2 separate regions of the Sus scrofa genome follow, and region 2 is linked to region 1. The links are chromatin contacts, called in public HiChIP or PLAC-seq maps. All regions are on one chromosome and are shown on one strand. The core of a region is the stretch at or near the end of the contact, and the rest is flanking DNA. Distances in the headings are between cores, read along the strand shown.

The links. HiChIP or PLAC-seq counts read pairs in DNA pulled down with a chosen protein or histone mark.
Region 2: a contact with region 1 is called in an H3K27ac HiChIP or PLAC-seq map of alveolar macrophages. The contact joins the promoter of IL17RC here to the promoter of TADA3 in region 1. A contact is called at or near these places in 1 of 47 Hi-C or Micro-C datasets (embryonic fibroblasts) and 2 of 2 datasets of contacts at active chromatin or transcription factors (alveolar macrophages and skeletal muscle).

What each region holds. Positions count from the first base shown.
Region 1 is chr13:66,078,494-66,083,914 of Sscrofa11.1, forward strand. TADA3 (transcriptional adaptor 3) reads right to left here and starts at 1,479. Exons shown (of 10, transcript NM_001206536.1): 1 at 1,273-1,479; 2 at 1,093-1,150; 3 at 166-398. The coding sequence starts at 372. ARPC4 (actin related protein 2/3 complex subunit 4) reads left to right here. Exons shown (of 7, transcript NM_001206535.1): 2 at 1,944-2,008. The coding sequence starts at 2,006.
Region 2 is chr13:66,177,383-66,183,232 of Sscrofa11.1, forward strand. IL17RC (interleukin-17 receptor C) reads left to right here and starts at 1,916. Exons shown (of 13, transcript XM_021069809.1): 1 at 1,916-2,017; 2 at 2,615-2,693; 3 at 2,839-2,875; 4 at 3,081-3,153; 5 at 3,789-3,888. The coding sequence starts at 1,916. It overlaps IL17RE (interleukin-17 receptor E), which reads left to right. Exons shown (of 19, transcript XM_021069808.1): 17 at 74-135; 18 at 201-269; 19 at 271-585. The coding sequence ends at 585.

The sequences.
Region 1 (5,421 bases), core at 229-2,728:
GAACTCCTCCTGCATACTTTACACGTCACATAAGCCCAGTTTGGGTTTCTCTTCCCCCCACTATGCTCCCATACCTCAGGCCTCAGCAGAGAGGGCTAGCTACCTCAGTGACCCATGCCACAACCTGTCACAGTCCATCCCTGGTGTCCCTCTGTGGGGTATCACCTGGGTTTCAGCCTCGAGCACCCGCAGGCGTCGGCTGGCAGAGGAAAGCAAGGTCTCAAGCTCCAGCTGCAGAGTGTCCAGCTCCTCAATACCGATGCCATCATCCTCAGAGCGGGCCAACACTGCTGTGTAGCGGGGACAGACTTTCAGGTGGTCCACAGACTTGAAGTCATGGAACTGCAAGGGGCAGTCCTTCAGCTCACTCATGGCCCAGGATAGGGGACCCTGTGGAGCTGGAGAGAACGGACCACTGATGGGGGGACAAGTGGCACAAGAAAAGACCAAGAGCTCCTTCTATTCAGACAGCCTCAAGAAGAAAGCCAGGCTTCAGTATCCTACTAAGGCTGAAGTCACAGTTCCTATTTGTAAAGCACCTACTGTGCACCAAGCTAGATGCAGACATTTTACTGGCTTCTCATTAAATTCCTCACATAACCCCGTGACTCATGGTGATCTCCATTTTACGGATGAGAAAACTGAGACTGTTAGAGTGGGTACATGTTCATGCTTATCAACACGCAATCTGAATTCAGGTAGTTTTAAGTCTGTGCCTCTAACCACAGTTATACTGTGCCTGTCCTTCTGATGCTCTTCCCTTCAGCTCCACTCTTCCAGAGTTCTGCTAAACTCCAGAATTCCAAGTATTCCATACTTACGTTAACGTTCTTTGTGCCTCCCAGCCTCTCCTAGTTTCACCCTCCCCACCTTTTCCCTATTTGCCCCAGATAGTAAGGAATGTGAACTGCTAAACTAGATACATCAGGATTCAAGCTCTGGCTTGACCAGCCTCTATTTATATAGCCCTGAACATGTTAATTATCTCTCGAGTCTCAGTTTTTCTATCCGTAAAATGGGACAAAAGACACCTGAGCTTGTTTCCCCATAAGAAGTTTGAATCTATAAAACGGGGATAGTAATAGTACCTACCTCCCTGGGATGATCTGAGGATTAAAAGATGATGCCCGTCAAGAGCCCAGTTCAGTGCCTGGCACAGAAAAAGTGGGACTGGTTAATGACTGGCCCCACCCATGGATAGCCCCAGTGTCCCGCCTTCTGGGTCCCAGACCTTTACCGCGGACACCCTACCGCGGCCCCCGCCCCCTCTACCTCCTCCTAGCCGCCTCCTACTGCCCCCGGGCCGCGGGTGGGGGCGGGGAGTTCCGGTCGGTGAGAGCTACCGCCCCGGAACTGACTAGGGGCTGGCCCCCAGCAGTGCACGCGGGGGCGGAAAGACGCGAGGACCAGCCCCTGGGTCTTTCGAGGGTGGGAGTTTGCCGGCAGCGAGTGAGCCCGCTGCTAGTGGGGTGGAGAGAATAAGCCTCGGGCGTACCCTCGGGAACAGCCCGGCGCCTGGGGGCGGGGCTCGGCGGCCGGGTTCTCCGCTTGGCAGTTAGTCCCGCTGAGCCCCGAGGGCTGCAGGTAGGAGGGGCCCGGAGAAAGGATGGGGGCACAGAACCGGAAGGATCGAAGAGCTCCCCCGGCTCGCCTTGTCCTAATATGGTGCCCAACCTGAGGCTGGGCTGCACCACTGCATGGCTGTGAGGGAAGATGGCAGCAAAGACGACAAGAAGGCCAAAGTCACAAGCGAGAGCCTCACCGATGACGGGAGAAGCTTGAGTAGTGATTTCAAACTTCAGGAATCTAAAACTACCACGGCAGTCCTAGCGGGAAAACTTCCGAAGTGCCAAGTGTTTTTAGCTTCTCCCTCCCCCGCTCGGGACATAGATGGTACAGTCCGGACGTCCGGGCGGAGACTGCGGCTGCGCTTCTCGCGAAAGGGCAGGCGTCGCGGGGCTGGCCACTTCCGTACTTCCGCTTTCCGGCCCAGCCAGCGCCCGCGATGGTGAGAGAGAGCCGGGACCCGGGCCAGGGACCCCCACTGTTCTGTCCTCAGGCTCTGGGTTTGGGGGAGATGCGGCTTTGCAGCGGAGAGGCGCTGAGCCGTGGGGTGCTGGGGGTGCGGGGGCACCATGAGGTTGGGAGGAGGGAGGGGCGGGGGCCGAAGTGAGAAAGGAGCGAGCGGGGGACGCCCTCCTAAGAAGCAGGCCTTTCGGCTTCATAGTCTGGGTTTTGAAGCAGGTGGGAGATACTGAATCAGAGAGGAAGCTGGGAGTGGGTGCTCCTAGGTATGGTAGCACGTCGGAGGCACGTAGTAGGCCCCGTAGCCCTTAGTAGGGCCGCTGAGGCTTGTAATAGGGCCACCTCCCCAACCAGTGCAGACCTTCACTAAATATGCACCCCCCTCTTGCCCTCTTGACCCCATGGTTCTCTGAGGGAGAGCGTTCTCTGTGGAACTTCCTTATCCCAGTCTTCATGTTGCCCCAGCTGTGCTTCTACCTCCCAGACCGCTTCCTGGTCGGAACTCAACCGTATCAGTCTTACTATAGAATGTAAGCTCTGATACTGCTGATTCCTTCCTCCTTGGAAATCCTCTCATTTGATAACTGGCTGTTCATAGCAATTTAGACTCACTAGCTTCCTCTTTACACTCTCCCTGGTGGTGCTACCTATTTAACATACAGGTCTTCATGACCGTCTGCATTCTGGTAACTCCTAAATCTGCTGGTCTAGCCCTCTTTCATGGTTCACCTGGAAGTGTTGAAGACACCTTGAAATTAGACTTCCAGGCCGTAACTCCTCTTTCCCTAAACTTGCTTGTCCTCTTGTGTTTGTCTTCTGGCTTTGTGTTTTCATAACCTCAGTTAGAAACCTGGGATATTCTAATTGAAGCCATGCCTTTTGCTTTTCTTAAACATCAGATTTGTTGAGGTATTACACCAGAATGCGTCATCGTGAAAGGGCAGGTGTCATAGGGCTGGCTACATAAAATTTATCCTTTTTAGGTTTGCCTTCTATGAATTTTTTTTTTTTTTTTTTCTTTTTAGGGCCACATCCACTGCATATGGAGGTTCCCAGGCTAGGGGTTGACTTGGAGCTGTAGCTGCCAGCCTGTGCCACAGCCACAGCCATGCTTGATCCAAGCCACATCTGTAACCTACACCACAGCTTATGGCACTGCCGGATCCTTAACCCACTGATTGAGGCCAAGGGTTGAACCTGTGTCCTCGTGGATGCTAGTCAGGTTAGTTAACCTTGGAGCCACGACCCAGAACTCCTGCCCTCAATGAATTTTGACAGATAAAGTCTTGCTTGTCCTCCATTGCCCCAGGCCAAGCTGTCATCAGCCTCCTCGAATAACCCTCTCTGCATTCTTTCTCACTTCCCTCTCCAATCCATTCTCCACAAAGTCACTGTAGGATATATAGCAGTAGTTGTAGTTGTGTAACTTCCTTTTCAGAAAGCCCCTAGCAGTTCCTTACCACCTTAAGAGAAGAGCTAAACTCAGAAGCCTGGCATTTGAGATTGCCCATGAATCTCTAGGCTACCATTGCAGCCCTATCCATTGAATCTAAAATGCATCCAGGAGTTCCCGTCGTGGCACAGTGGTTAAGGAGTCCGACTAGGAACCATGAGGTTGCAGGTTCAGTCCCTGCCCTTGCTCAGTGGGTTAACGATCCAGCGTTGCCTTGAGCTGTGGTGTGGTGCAGACGCGGCTCGGACCCCACGTAGCTGTGGCTCTGGTGTAGGCTGGTGGCTACGGCTCCAATTCAACCCCTAGCCTGGGAACCTCCATATGCCTCGGGAGTGGCCCAAGAAATAGCAGAAAGACAAATAAAATAAAATAAAATAAAATGCATCCAGGAGAGTTCCTGTCGTGGCGCAGTGGTTAACGAATCCAACTAGGAACCATGAGCTTACGGGTTCGATCCTTGGCCTTGCTCAGTGGGTTAAGGATCCAGCGTTGCCATGAGCTGTGGTGTAGGTTGCAGATGCAGCTCGGGCGTAGGCCAATGGCTACAGCTCCGATTCGACCCCAGCCTGGAAACCTCCATATGCTGCAGGAAGTGGCCCAAAGAAATAGCAAAAAAGGCAAAAAAATTAAAAAATTAAAAAAATAAAATGCATCCAGGAAATTCCCATTGTGGCCTGGTGGTAATGAACCTGACTAGTATCCATGAGGACGTGGGATTGATCCCTGGCCTTGCTCAGTGGTTTAAGGATCCAGCATTGCCATGAGCCATGGTGTAGGTTACAGAATGAGCTCGGATCCCATGTTGCTGTGGCTGTGGTGTAGGCCAGAGACTGTAGCTCCAACTTGACCCCTAGCCTGGGAACTTCTATATGCTGTGGGTATGACCATAAAAAACAAAATTAGATAAATAAAAAGTGCTTCCCGTACACAGCAATGTTACTCATTACTACTTCTAGAACTCTTAATGCCCTTTTTTGGTAATTCTAATCTTGCTTAATTTATTTCTCTCATTCATCCTTCGTTGCACAAAAACTAAGTAAAACACTGTGTATGTTAGTTACTAACTGAGCTAAGTGCAGGGTATGTAGATTTGAATAACCATGGTCTGTTTATTGTTAAGTTTACAGTCTAGTGAAGGAGCAATTACTGTAATAAAGAAAGAGGAATGGTGTATTATTCTAAGTTATAATAAATGCTGTTAAGAGGGAAGTCAAGTAGTTCCCGTCGTGGCTCAGTGGAAATGAATCTGACTAGTATCTATGAAGATGCAGGCCTTGCTCAGTGGGTTAAGGATCTGGCATTGACATCAGCTGTGGTGTAGGTCGCAGACATGGCTCAGATGCAGCACTGCTGTGGCTGTGGTGTAGGCCAGTGACTATAGCCTGGGAATCTCCATATACTGTGGCTGTGGCCCCAAAAAGACCAAAAAAAAAAAGAGGGAAGTCAAGAAAGTCTTGGAGGAAGCAAGAAGCCTTCTCTGAATAAGCCAAGATCTAAAGATGATTTAGGAAAGAAGGGGGAGAAAAACCTGCAAATATATAGTTTAGCATGTTCGAAGGGCTAGGGTGAGAAAGAAGTTGGCTAATACAAAGAACTGAAGATAGGCCCGTGAAGCTAGACACTCTATCCTCTACTGGAAATGTCCTTTTTCTCAATGTAAAATCCTCTTAATCTGTTTCTCTCTCTCTCTCTCTCTCTCTCTCTCTGATCCAGTTGAGCTGTTTAAGGGTAGAGATGATCCCAGCTCGGTACCTGGCACACCCTAGATGTACACATTTGTTGGCTCAAAAGAAAGATTGAGGACAGTTATTCACTTGTATGTATTCACCAGAGTTTCTCAACTTCAGCACTATTTGGGGCTGAATAATTCTTCGAGTGCATTGTAGGATATTTAGCAATAGACCTGACCTCTGCTCAATGTCAGTAACCCCCAACTCTACCCC
Region 2 (5,850 bases), core at 666-3,165, 99 kb after region 1:
GGGGATGGGGAACCCTATTATTAACCGAGTGGAGCAGGCAGCTTCCTGCCCCCCTATACATGTTGCTCCCCAGGGGCTTGCCGGAGGCCTGTGCTGCTCCTGCACGGGCGGATCGAGGCGCAGCGGCGCGTGGACGTGGCTGAGCTGCTGCGGGCGCGCTGGGCGGCGGACGCGACGTGTTGTGGCTTGTGGGAGGGCAGCATGGCACGCTGGCCCGCTGCCTGGCTTGGGGGCGCGGGACGGTGGCGCGAGAGCAAGGCACCGTGCTGCCTGCTGTGGAGCGGCGCCTGCCCCAGCCCCGCCGGCGGTCAGGATCACCGCGCCGCGCCCCTGCGGACCTGCTCCGCGCGCCCCGGCCCGCTGCTGCTGCTCGCGTACTTCAGCCGCCTCTGCGCCAAGGGTGACATTCCCCGCCGCTGCGTGCCCTGCCCCCTACCGCCTGCTGCACGACCTGCACGTTCTGCGGCTCTGACGCGCGGCCCTTCCGCCGAAGCCACACTGGCCGCTTCGAGTCCCGCGGTTCTGCGGGGATCGCTGGAGCTGTGCCCAGCTTGGAACGGAAGCCGAAACCGCCGACCAGGCTGACAGAGCTCATACGATCTGGATCTGTGCACGACTAGAACCCTGAATCAGGTTTCTCACCTGGATCTTGAGGGCTCCTTCACCGCACGACTGGCAAAAAAGCCTTACTCTGCCCCCAGCTGGACAGAGCACTCACTCACTGCCCGCCCTTTCCCACTGTCTGGCTTCCTCAGAAGCCCCAAGGAGAGAGTCACTCTTTCCGGAGAACTCCCCGACCCCAGCCTGATGTGGGTGGGGAGTCATCCACTTCCTCTCTCCAGAATCCCAGAAAGAGAGTAGTTGCCTGTGCTCCAGTCCAGGCCAGAGATGTTGAGACTCGGGAGGGAGGCAGGCCCATGGCAGTTCTGAGTGGAAGGTGGCTCCAGAGGGGTGGGGGAACAGAAAAGCGTTTGGATGCTGGGGATCCCCTTTCTCAAACCGGCCCTGCCCAGAGTGGAGGGAGGAGGGTTCTGGATCCAGGAAAGGGGCTTTGGCCCTGGATGACCAGGGTAGAGGTGGGACATTGGAAACCAAGATAGAGGAAGATGAATAAAGGTGGACATTTTGGATAAACTAAGAAACAAGGAGCTGTGATTCTTCAGAAAGAAGAGAGGAAATCTCAGGTTCAGAAATGTGACGTGAGTCCCATGTTGTGCCTCCAGCCCATGGCATCAGCACAAATAGGACGGTGTCCTCCTGGCTCTGGGTACTGGATTCCTTCTCCCCACACCACAGTTGAGCATAGGCAGGAAGTGGTGAAAAGCCCACTTTCTGGTGCCCCTTGGCCCTGTCGTTAGAGCTCCTGTTCCGCAATGAGGAGAATGTGTGAAGGGTCCTAGGTACCCAGTCGCAAGGGACCTAGTGGGCACCAAGATCCCAGAGTCACATGGGAAGGGGAAATGCCCAGGATTGCCCTGGGTCTGGGGCCCCTCTGTGGAGCCCTCTCCTTAGGGATCCCAGCGTGAGTAAGAGCTCCCTTACTCAGCCTTGAGGCCACCGCCTCTCCAGGCAGCCCTCCCAGCCAGGTGTCAGCAGAGAAGGAGGAGGGGAAAAGAGGGAGGGGGTGAGGCTGCCACTCCAGTTCAGGGCTGCTGGCTCCCAGGCCTGGTGTTGGTGGAGGGACAGGGCGGGCGGGAACAGCCGGCTGCCTGCCGGGAGCCAAACGAAAGCACTCTGGCTGGGACAGGAGTCAGGACTCCGGGAGAGGAGAGCCAGCGCTGACCCAAGGCCGGGGAGGGATCTGGCCCTCCTGCCCACAGGCGCAGGGCTGAGTGGGAGCAGAGGTGTGGTGTCTGCCCCCCCTTGGGGGGGCAGGACAGGGCCTCAGGCCTGGGTGCTGCCTGGCACCTGGAAGATGCCTGTGCCCTGGTTCCTTCTGTCCTTGGCACTGGGCCGAAACCCTGTGGTCCTCTCTCTAGAGAGGTTTGGGGCTCAGGACGCTGCCCGCTGCTCTCCGGTGAGTCTGGGGCCCCCAGAGGGTTGAGGAAGGCTCAGGGTTCAGCCTGCGGCCGTTAAGGCCCTAGCCTGGCTCCTGTCACTGCCATCACTGTCAGAACTGCCCTGGCTGGTCTGTCGGGTGCTGATGGGGTAAGAGAAGAATGGGGAGGGGGGCAAAAAACTCGGTCTTGTCTTTTTTCTGGGAGGGACTTGGAAAGGGAGCCCCAGAAGAACGGGGATGGAGGGGGCGAGTTGGGGACCCAAGCCAGGAAAGAATGGTTAGATTTGAGCTCATAAACTCTGATTCATCTTTACCTCCTTCCTAGGGCCTTTCTGCCATCTCTGGGGTGAGTAGAGCTACTTTTAGAGAGAAAAGACCATCCCAGGTTGGCAAAAGGGAGGGGAGCTGTTCAGTCCTGGGCCCTTACCTCCCGCCCTCAACCCAGGAAGAGCCCAAAGCCCCTTGGCCCTCTGGGGGTGTCAGGTGCAATCAGACTGTGGGTCTGCACAGCTTCAGCTCCCACCCTACCCTTCATGCACAGATGGTGACGTGCTGTGCCTGCCTGGGGGCATTGTGTCTGCCCCAGGCCCTGTTCTGGTGCCCACACTCCTGCAGACAGAACTGGTGCTAAGGTGCCACAAGGAGACCGACTGCGACCTCTGTGTGCGTGTGGCTGTCCACTTGGCTGTGCATGGTGAGCCTATGGGTGGGATGGGCATGGGGACCAGGGTGTCTATCAGGCATTCTCAGGCATCCTCAGCATTCTCCTGAGGCACACCTGTCCAACAGACCCCCATGTTAGCCAGGTCCATCCCCCAGGCCTGGCCTTTGTTTCCTAGCACTGGGCTTCTTGGAAGGAAGCCAAAGCCAGAGCGGGTACCAGTCCTGAGCCTTTGCTCTCCGGGTCGCTTCCAGGGTCCTGGGAAGAAACCCTGCAGATGAAGAGGAGTTTGGAAGAACACCTGACCCAGGGCTAGAGGATCCTAGGAATGGTGAAGAGAACCTCACTGGCCCAACTGCCCTCATCAGAGCCTTGCCCCGGGCCCCTGGCCTTGACTGACACCTGCCCTGTTGCTCACAGCCTCTCTCAGGCCCATGTGGTGCTGTCCTTCCAGGCCTACCCTACTGCCCGCTGCGTCCTGCTGGAGGTGCAAGTGCCTGCTGCCCTTGTGCAAGCCTGGTCAGTCTGTGGTATGCAAAATAATAATAACAATAACAGCCTTCTAACCATGAATTCATGAAGCACTTTCACATGCATTTCTTAGTCCTGATTCTGGCAGGGCTGTGGGCAAGTCCTTTCCACCTTTTATGCCTCAGTTTCCTTCTGTAAAGTGGGAATAGAATAGTCTACCTTGGAGTTCACCGTGTGGTCAGTGGTTAATAATGACTAGGAACCATGAGGTTGAGGTTCGATCCTGGCCTTGCTCAGTGGGTTAAGGATCCGCGTTGCGTGAGCTATGGTGTAGGTCACAGATGCGGCTCAGACTGGCTTGCTGTGGCTCTGGTGTAGGCAGTGGCTCCAGCTCCAATTAGACCCCTAGCCTGGGGACCTCCATAAGCCGCGGGTGGGCCCTAGAAAAGGCAAAAGACAACAATAAAATAAAAAAAAAAAATAATAAGAATAGTCCTACCTCATATAGCAGTTATGAGAATAAACAAGTTGCTAGTGTAGATACCTGGTATGATGCCTAAGGCAGAAGGGTCCAGAAAGTTTGATTTTTCCTTTTTTTTTTATAATCCTCAATACTACCCTCATGAGTGAGGCATGATTTTTACCTTCCTGCTCCAGATAGAGAAGCTGAGGCTTGTAGAGGAAAGTCTGTGGCTGGATCCACGTCTGGCGGACTTCCTGCACATCATGTCTGTCCCACATGACACTGTGGAAGCGGGTGTTGGGGCTTCTCCTGACCTCAGAGGGCTGCTCACTCAAACCCTTTCATTTCCCCTGCCACCCCAGGCCCCACCAATATCCCTTAACTGGAAAATAATGGGAGAGCACCTGCTGGCCCCCAGTCACAGAGTAGTCATGGAGACTCATAGAGGCACTGGGTGTGAGAACCACTTCTGTGGGAGGGGCTCCCACACTTGCACTGGCATGGCTGATGCCCTTAGCTTTGTCATATGACCTGGAAGAGCAGGGATGAGGCAGGGACACAAAGAGTGAGGCCCTTATCCAGTCCAGCTCCCACCCCTCCTGAGTGCATTGCGCTAACTGGACCCTTCCGTCAAGGGGCCTTGTAGTAGCTTTGATAGCTGGGAGAGGGCGCCCATGGGAGGGCAGAGGTCCTCTGAGCCTACCACCTGCCACCCCTCCAGGGTCGAGAATTCCAGGCTCCCGGGGGCTGGCCTGGTCCAATAGCCCAGTACAAAAAACTAATCCCGCACAGCTGCTGGAAGAGCCCCATAGTGGGTCCCAGTGCTGGCTAGTCTCCTCGCCCAGCTGGCCACTGGCCCTTACTGCTTTCACCGTACCCTTCTACTCCAGCACTCTCCCCTCCCATCCTCCCCCAGCCAGTGCTCTGCCCTCCTCTCCCCAGGGACATTACTCTACCTGTGTCTGGGAGCTGCTTGGGCACTGGAGTAGATGTGGTACACTTAGGGCACAGGGGAGCCCTTCCTGAAGTCCTGAAGATTTTCTGTATCTCTCCCCAACTGCAGAGGTTGACGTCCAGGCAGCATGCCAGCGGTGCTCAGTAAGGGACCTTGGGTGGGGGGCTAGGAGGAGGGAGGGTTGGTTCTGGAGAGTGAGGGACCCCTTGGGAGTTAACTTAAGGGTCTGACCACCACAACCCAGGGCCTCACAGAGCTCATTCATTCATCACACATGAACTTCAATAGCTATACTCAGTGTCAGGCACTTAAGATATCAAGGGTAATTCTTTCACTCCTTACAAACAATATTCATTAGTACCAAAAACATCTAGAGGGCCCCAAGATATTGTCAAGATTAGGTGCACCCCTCATATATAAAAATAAAGTACTAATTAAACCCTTAAAAAGAGGGCTAAGAAGCTTGAGGGTTTTGATGATAAACATGTGCTGATCAGACTTTAATTTTTCCTTTTTTGTTTTTTTGTTATTGTATTTTCTTTTTTTCTTTCTTTTTTTGTCTGCACCCACAGCATATGGAGTCCCCAGGCCAGGGATCAAATCCAAGTCCAGCTGTGACTTACACCACAGTTCAGCAATGGAATACTTAACCTGCTGCACCATAGTGGGAACTCCTTTAGTTTTCTTTACTTTCATGGTAAAACATACATACAGGAAAATGTGTTTTAAAAAAAAGAAAAATGGAAGTTCCATATTTTCATGCAGCGGAAACAATCTGACTTGGAACCATGAGGTTGTGCGTTCATCTGCCTTGCCAGTGGGTTAAGATCTGCGTTGGCCGTGAGCTCTGGTGTAGATTGGCAGATGTGGCTTGGATCGGGTGTTGCTGTTGCTGTGGCTGTGGCATAGGCCAGCAGCAACAGCTCTGATTAGACACTGGACTGGGAACCTCCATGTGCTGTGGATGTGGCCTTAAAAAAGACAAAAAACAAACAAAAAATGATAATGTGTCAAATGCACTAATTTTAATGTCCAGTTAATTAATTTGGGTTTTTTTTTGGGGGGGAGCCATACTTGAGGCATGAGGAAGTTCCTGGGCAAGAATCAAACCATACACACAATAACCCAGGCTGCTGCAGTGACAGCATTGAATCCTTAACCACACTCCTCAATTATTCTTACATATGTGTACACTTGCATACCTCGAGCCTACTGAGATATAACACTATGATGCTTTTTTTTTTTTTTTTCTTTTTATGGCCAGCCTGTGGCATAGGGGTTTCAGGCTAGGGGCAATCAGA